Regions from separate parts of the Gasterosteus aculeatus genome. Here region 2 is linked to region 1. A link is a contact called in public Hi-C data. All regions are on one chromosome and are shown on one strand. The core of a region is the stretch at or near the end of the contact, and the rest is flanking DNA. Distances in the headings are between cores, read along the strand shown. Region 1 overlaps slc2a15a (solute carrier family 2 member 15a). Region 2 overlaps fbxw4 (F-box and WD repeat domain containing 4).

Region 1 (4,306 bases), core at 351-2,850:
CAAGCTGTTATATCCATGTATCCATAATCAATATCCATATCACTATTACTGTAAGTCAGCAAAGTCCCCTACAACTTATGCAGCTACCGAAATGGTAAATGGATTTTTGCTTCCTTATTAAATCGCCAGTCATTGACCCAACAAACAAAACAACAACTGGCTTTTACCACAACATTGCCATTGCCAATTCCATATTACAAGCCTCAATGCTATGTTTCTACTGTTTAACTGATTTATTATTAAATCATTTCTGCTTTCAAATATTTCTATACTGTAAAATATTGTAGGTTAAACTGCATGTAGTACAGTACAGTACCGTACCAGTAGACAAAAATGTACTGTGTGTCAAACATTCATCTCTTAAGGCACAGATCAACAAAGATCGGACAAAACTATTTCTCCCTTATATTGTTTACTGTGTTCATTTACTTTGTTGGTATATTCTGTATGCATAATATTTATTGCATGTCCGACCTTGTTCCTGAGCTTTCTCTGAATTTTATGTGGGGAGTTCGATCTCATCTGAAACAGTTGTGTGCTGGCCAATTTGTGATATGTAATAATAGGATATTTAAATAAGATGTATTTGACTGCTGACACATTGTCTTCAGCTGTTAGGCAAAATAATTACTACGCAATAAGCAATAATACTGCTGCATTTATACTGTTCATCAGATGATGATATACTGTTTTTCCTTGTTTTTAGGTAGATGACTTTATTAGAAATAGGCACTCCTATTACTGAGGGCCGTTCAACCTCCTTGTAAGTGCTTTGAAGTGGACGTTCAGACAGTCAAAGGTTCCCATTTTGGCTTGCTGTAAGAAAAAACTATTTGGAGAAAAGTTTGAAAAGCGTATTTTCCAATCATTTTAATCATCTTGTGACCTTTAAGGTTTATAGTACAACCGTCCCTACAGTATGTACGAGCAGAGAAGGAAGTGCTAAATAAAAGCAGCAGCATTTCAATGACTCCTGTGTCTGTCTGTGTGGCAGTGCTACAGCATAAAGAATGGGCCGGCCGAGTCGTAATGCTCTCTGTGATAAAACACTTACGGCCTGTAGCAGAGAAGTGCCACATTCATCGGCTACCTGCCAGAGCATTTACACGGCCACCACCAACAGCCCGAGAGGGAGGAGCGAGGGAGGAAAAAGTCAGAGAAAAATTCACATGTGACAGGGAAACACAAAAACTGTTTTTGTAGTTTGAAGGGGGAATGATGGTAGTTTTTAAGGTGGAAGTCCAGCACACATTTTCAGAGGTTAAATGAACATAACTTTATTGGCCTCCATCCTCTGAGCCTCATTTTCTCTGCATTCTGACCTCCCATGTGCATCTGCTTGTGTTTTTTCTAAAGGTGAACCCATCCTGTTAATGTTAATGTTGTCATTTGCCCAGTTTAAAAATAAAACCCTTTTGGACTGCCTCACAGGCTGAATATCACAGGCTCATGAGCAGGTACCACTCGCCATGCTGCAGCTTTTGTTACACACTCAGCTGTAATATTTGTATACCTTCGTCCTCCGCCCTCTGTTCTGTTCTTCCTCTGTGGTTTAAATTAGAGCAGCTGTGAATGGCTGTAGTGGAACTGGTTCAGCTGGATTAACCATCTGGTTTCATTACCCAGTAATGTTGTCGCCCCTCTATCTGTCACCGGCCTTGTTCCATGATAACAGACATTTGTCAATTTCCTGTGCCTTCCTGCTGCGATGCCATCAGCCCCGCTGACAGCCACTTGGCAAGGTACACTAAGACACGCGCACACACAAACTAACACACACACACACACACACACACACACACACACACGCATACACAGGGAAAGACTTGCATGAGCGGAGGGGAGCACACTACATTAAAGATCACAAGAATGCTTATTAGTGACAGAGGCGCTGCCATTAATTACAATGCTGGGATGTGTGGGTTGGTGTGTGTGAGTGAGAGAGCAGGGGACGGGGGAGTGCAAGGGGTAACATAGTAGTATAGATTGAAGGAGCATACTAATCTGTATTACACAGAATCAGCTCAAGTCGCGATAAACCTCAAAATCATTCTGCGTTCACACGCAACAAGGTGGCACGATCCCACAAGTCACCACTGTCTATGCAACACTATTCACACTGTACAAGTGTATCGTTGTTACACTGGGATTGGTTGGGTAGTTCTCTTTCTGACCACTCAGGGTCAGGAGTGGATTGGCTTTGGTTTGGGCAACAATGACTAACGTGGTTTGTGAGTGTGTCTGTGTGTGTGTGCGTGTAGGTGTCTGTATTTAAAATTCTATCTAGAAGGACGGGAGGACAAGTGTGTTTTGAAAGCACACTTCTTCGAAGAGCTCTTTAAACCAATTGCCATTGTAAGTGTTGTTGAGGTCAACTTAAGTTATTGTCCTCATAAAGATAGATGTATAGGGTTGTGTGTGTAATTGTCTTAAATAAAGCCTCAGGTTGGCTTTTTTTGATACGCTGTATAAAACACTAAAAACACTCGACTCCAAAGTCAACCGTACCAAACATATTATTCATATCCGACTTTATAACAGACAATGAAGAGAAGAAAAGCAGGTACTACAAAATATGCAGGACACCTTTTTTTTACATCAAACAGAGGTGGGTACAAATAAAAGTCCGGGAAAAGATAGTCATAAAACAATGTAACAGGGAGAAAAGACTGTAGCGTTAAACACAGAGGTGCTAAGACGAGGACACAAACGAAGGGGAGAAAACAGGTCAAGGGAGGAGGGGGGTGATTGGGAACAGGTGAAGCTGACCAGGGCAAGGGAAATAATGTTAACAATATAATTAATGATAATGTCTATCATTGTAACTGTACAGAATACCCAGAGCTGGATATGACTCCCATCATATTGCCACTGGAGGAATGCTAAGCCGGTAGTTGTTAAAACAGACAAGGACACAGTATTACTATATTTCATTTGTGTTTTCGTCTTTAAATAATTCAAAATATCTTAAATATAGTTCCAATTATTCAAACAAAAACATTTTCTGTTTGTACAATAATCATTTCAGCACATTTTAATGTACAGCTCAGACAGTACTCTGATACTTGTGTTAAGTGATATGGCCCTATGAATGGACAGTCAAAACATGCAAACATATTGAGGTTCCACATGAAAGATATTTCTTTTACTGCAATATACAAAAGATAAACATTATTTCAAAAGGTTCACACAAGCTCCGGTAACATTTATTTTATGGGACACTGATGTGAGACTTAAGCACTGCGAAGGTTCAAACAATGGACAAAGGCACCATTGTACAGCAATGCACATTTTATCATAAACTAAAACTACTTAAATTTTTTTAATCAAAGTTTCTTTTTAAATCTCTGATTAGCTAACAATGGACGGCCATGAAAATAAGACTCAATGGCTCTAACAGATTGAATTATCATATTGATTTAAGAAGTTTAAAATAACACAACTGTATACAATTAACTGTTGTCTATAATGCACACCAAACCAGACCCCACTGAGTCGTTGTGAGGGTGGGGTTTGGTTTATGTCCACATGTAAAGATGGTACAATGGGCAAAACAAGCTGCAATGGTTTTGTTGTAACATTAAGAACCTCAAGCTTGGTTAAGGTACAGACGAAGAGCTGTCAAACTCCAGTGAAGCATGCTCCATCCCACCGTAGCCGTTCATCTTCTTTAGTTTTAGCTGGTCCACGTGGATCAGACCCTGCGTCAATGGAACTGCCTCTTTCTTGGTGAACATTTGGCTTATCTCCATGAAGGTCTTGTTCTTGGTCTCTGGTATCACCACGTAAACGTAGGCGGCCACAGACAGACATATGGTGCCGAATACCAAGTAGCTGTAAGACCCCGCAGACATCTAATGACGGACGGATGGAGAGATGACGTTAGAAAAATGCAATGGAGCATGTGATATATACAAAGTGAAATGAGTTAATTTGGACAACACTATAGGGGACTCAAGATACAGCAAAGCTGAAGAAAGGGTCATTAACTCTTTTCTCAGGTCAATAAAGGCTGGACAGGCATGATGCCGCACAAGGTTCACCCTCAACTCATCAAATACCAACAAGACCGAAATGTTTGGAAAAAAGAGGAAGAGGGGCCTCTGCTGGCCCTGTTGTTGAAGCACATGCTATATGACTATGTTGTTGCAATGTCCCTGGTGCTCAGGGACAGGGAAAAATGGTGGACGCACGCTTCGAATGGTCTGACTGTTGATCTCTTTCGCAATCAAGAAGATAACATGAGAAACACACTCTTAGTGAGATGCAGGAATACATACAAAAGTGGGAAAAACACACGGTCATA
Region 2 (4,417 bases), core at 1,530-4,029, 68 kb before region 1:
TCTGTGGTAGTACAAATACATATAGTATATATGAAGGTGCACTACAAAGCAAAGATAGAAAGTAAAAGGTGCATAGCCCACTGCGGCCTCGGTTGGCGCAGGACGAGGAGACACCAACGTGGCCAAAAAGCTGCACTAGCCAAACTGCCAATTACCGGCTTTGTTCATTTTCTTTATTTCTAAAAGCTATAAGAACAACTTTCTTGTCTTTCATGCAGAGCAGGAAAAATGTAGTAGTAATTATAGAAAGTTGGATTGAATACCTGCTTAAACAGCATTCCAACAAATGTACGTTGAATAAAGATTGGAAGGAGGTTGGACTGCCGTAAATAAAACAACAAAACATTGACTAAAAGATTTTGCGAAACTGCTAAGAGTTGTTAAAACCCTGTGTCGAAGGTTGTTTCTTTATAGCTCATCTGGGGCTTCTGCTGTGTGCCTGTGCCATCCAGTCACACTTCAACCGGTAGCTGATTGATTGGTGCATCTTAGATTTTGGCACTTGGGATGTTTTCTTTGCCGCTGACTAAAACCACTTTGCTAAAAATTCTTCTATGCAGGAAAAGCCCTGAGCTCAACTGCTTTCACTTTAGAAATCCTTTTACCTTCTGCAAATGCTACTTTCACAACTGTTTTCAGGGCTGACTCATCAGCAGAGTCCACCTGCTGCATCACTTTCGTACCACACTGACAATGCCATCTAAAACATTAATGACATTCGACCCACTTTACTGTGTTTTTCATCAAATATATTGTTACAATTTGGCTTTATAGCTGTGGTAGGACGTAAATTCCCCCCAATATCCAGTGTTGAGACCCCAAATTCCCATAATAAGTGTCCTTTATGGAAGATTTGAAGTTGATCGTGGTGTGGTAAAGGTCTAGAGCTCTGTACAGCTGACACACTGTAGGTGTCACTATTTAACAAACAGACCCTACGTGGGACCACCATGGTGGAGTACCGTGGGCTGAGTCGCAGGTCCCACAGGCGGATGAAGGTATCGTAGCCGCAGGTGAGGAGCTGGAACGGAGACTCGAACACCATGTCCAGCACACCGGCCCCTCGACGGAACTCTAAGCCCAGGCTGCAGACACACTCGGATCTGGTGGAGGAGGGCGGGGCAAAGACAACGTGAACATGTGAAATCTGGAAGTGTGGCATATGATCATTGCCATGCATCCGGAAAAAACATATGAGATCAAGAATAAAAGAATATATGAGACAATATTGTTATAAAAATGGACAGAGAAATAAATAATACAAATAAACTACTGCCGCATTTAAAATGTATTACATTTGATATAGAACACACATTTATTTAACTCATCTCACAAATCATAAGGTACATAGTTAGTCCAGTTGTCTCATTTCTACCTTTTTACTTAGGATTTCATTAAACTATTTACTAACAAACCCAAACACAAAAAATGAGGAAGATCTTGAGTAGATAATAATGACAACAAATAAAAAACTCACTTTAAATTACAGGCTCTGAACTAAAAATACATTTGGTTTCAATTAAAATCCAACACCCTGACTAAGCTTCTTTACAATATATTAAACTAATGCTGATCTATGAAGGAAATATAATTATGGCTTGGTATCTCGCCTGACCACGGAGGGTACATCCATCTACCAGCTCCTGCGTTCCCATCAAGACGAGCTACAGAACCCATCACTCCTACTGTGGGCACCGGGCGGTCTCCTACTAGCCATAAATCGACTGGTAGTTGTGCACCACATCGCACCCTTACCACGCCGCCATCAGTGCTGACAACTCACCAATCCAATCGTCCACATAGACAAGACCGCAAGATACGTAAAATAAATCGCAGCAGAAACTAGCTTCCAAAGCCGGACAACAAATTAGCCATCGCGTCCTTGACTCTCATCCCGAATGCAAACCCTCCTCGGCGAGTACTGATCAAGCCAACAGAGCTGCCTGCCTGAAGATGCTCTGCTTGAAGATCACAAGTGGAATCTGTGACGTGGGACTCGCTTTGGAAGACCCTTGTTGTTGTCTAATCCAGTTAATTCAATTGAAGCAAATGCATATAATCTCACCATTGAACTGTCAAATCCTTAAAATATCCACAATGTCATAATAACATGTCGTTATTGTTCAAGTTGACGGACAGCTGGAGCCACCACGGTTATGTTACAGAGGCACAGACAAAACTGTTTGTCTGTTTGTCTGGATTACCCAAACAATTACTGGTCTGATTCCCATGACAGTGGGCAGAAATTTTAAGCATGGGTGAGGAGTAGATTGGCCTTGGCTGGTGCAATGTAGTTATTAATATCATTGCTATCCTGTTTGATTTTTTGCAACATTCTCATCAAGAATGTGTTAACTTGGAGCCACAGCGACAAGGCCAAGCCTGGGTTAGTGAGTGTGGGACTGGGGCTATGTACAAGTGATAAATAAAGTTGGTGTGCCTATGTTGATGTGGTGTGACCTGTGTGTGTGTGCTAGTCAAGCCCCGTGTAGCACTATGCTTCTGTGATCACAGCTCTGTCCCGCCTGCTCCTCGCCTCTTGATTATTGAAGAATAACTTGCACTCAGCAGGGCGGATTATTGCAGAATAACTGTCTCTTTGTTGCCACTTAATACCCTCCATGACCGTGACTGTGTGCGACTCTCACACTTTTGATACCTGCTCCATAGCAACCATTTAAAGGAGGCCGCCGGCCTTGGCGACCGAGTAGCCCCCGCGCTGCGACTCGTGCCCCCCTTCCCTCGCCCTAGAGCTCAATCCGCAGGCTCAGGCTGGTAATCCCCCAGTGTTACCCCAGGGGGGCCTTCTTATTGGACCAGGGCTTTCCCCACAGGGCACCTTATTGGGTGAGAGCTTTCTCATTGCCAGGGTCTCATAACTAAGCCCGAGCCAATGGGGAATCTGTGATGAGGCTGAGTTTGCGTCTGTGTGGGGTAGTGACCCCTCATTTTCCTCTTACCACTAAAACCAAGGAGCTTAGCGCATGCCACACAAAAAGAAACCCATTCAAGCCAAAGGGATACGAGCCGGTTCATTCATAACTAAATAATGATGTCTCCATCACAGCACGGGCCACTCCAACTAAAAAGAGGTCATGAATTCATAACCCCCCCTAACCTTGGAAAGCCTTCAAACAAGAGAGTTATAATCAGCTCTGAAACAAAAAACAGTCAAAAACAGTTACAGACACCCAAATGTGAAAGAAAAATGAAAGCCGGGCTTCCATAAAATGGACCCGACATCTGCGCGGGGATCTTAAAGCCGGTAATAGCACCATGCAAACGAGCTGTATCACAGTGCAAAAACAGCAGGGATTCCCAAATTGGTAGGTCGCTGGCTTTTATGAGGCCGCGTGTGATTACAGGATGGAGGCATGAGCGTGTACTCTGTCAAAATAACTGTATCTGTCAGTGAGCATGCGGCGCGATGTGTCTGATCCGACCATCTTCTCTCATGGCCCGTCTGGGTCCAGAACTGTGGAATCCCGGGCTCTGGGCTGAAGCAGCCTCTAAAAACACAGCGGATTGGCTGAGTCACATCCTCAAAGCGCAGGAGATGAACTCTGCAAGAACAACACAGGCTGTGAGGCAGCCCGCGTTGCTGTTTAACTCATTAATCCCACCTCGGAGGGAAAAATGTAGAGATGTTATACAGCATGTAGATTATGTTGGAAGCATAAACAAGTGAAATGGCTCCAACCTCGTAACAGCACATTACAACAACTCAATCAATTTGGATCCGTTGTAATGGTGCACACCTTTCATGGGTTTCAAAGACATGAAGGAGCATTCCTCTTGTTGTTATTAGGAAGTTAAGTAGTAGTTGGCAGGCTGCTGAATGGTGTCTGCTCCATTTGCTACTTTATACTAATTCTCAACCCCCCGTTCATGATTATTAGTAATTATTATGCAAATTATCATTACTTATTAAAGTATTTCTTAGCTGTCTAACACTAGATTTGGCGGTAAGATCAGCTGTACAATTAGCAGTAAGATCAGCCAGTAAACAAACATTTGTGTAGTGTATTGAGAGATGCAGACTTCCTCGACTGTAACTCGCTTAATTATGAACTAATTTGCATGAAACTGTCTTAATAACAAAGTTGAATAATGTAACATAACACTGGTTTCTTATCAGAATTGAATTACATTACTCTGTGCCGGATCTTGTGAGCTTTGTGCCAAAGCCTCAACCTTCTAATAACTACAACGTCTATTAACCTGTGTTCCTGTGACCTCTTAAGGTATGCTTTGTATATGAAATCTGAATTCAAGAGACACTTTTGTTGGTATTTGTTTGTTATCAATTGAGACAACAGAGCTGTCGATCCCCCTATGTAATGCAAAGTTTAAGACACTTCCACATTGACTTCACTTGGCAGAACGTTCAACATAACAATATCATCACAAAATCAAA

What was found. A called contact is a pair of places that touch in the nucleus more often than the background predicts.
Region 2: a contact with region 1 is called in a Hi-C map of skeletal muscle, with 2.2 times the contacts expected there. The contact joins two enhancer-like sites. A contact is called at or near these places in 2 of 6 Hi-C or Micro-C datasets (liver and skeletal muscle).

What each region holds. Positions count from the first base shown.
Region 1 is chr6:3,670,220-3,674,525 of fGasAcu3.hap1.1, reverse strand. It overlaps slc2a15a (solute carrier family 2 member 15a), which reads right to left. Exons shown (of 12, transcript XM_040178823.2): 12 at 2,515-3,854. The coding sequence ends at 3,600. Among protein-coding and RNA genes, the nearest start is that of LOC144409514, 21 kb to the right of the region's middle. Within about 2 kb of position 1,600, at least 3 of the 9 cell types and tissues checked have open chromatin away from gene starts, as enhancers often do.
Region 2 is chr6:3,739,088-3,743,504 of fGasAcu3.hap1.1, reverse strand. It overlaps fbxw4 (F-box and WD repeat domain containing 4), which reads right to left. Exons shown (of 10, transcript XR_005712397.2): 7 at 963-1,103. Among protein-coding and RNA genes, the nearest start is that of wbp1la, 17 kb to the left of the region's middle. Within about 2 kb of position 2,779, at least 1 of the 9 cell types and tissues checked has open chromatin away from gene starts, as enhancers often do.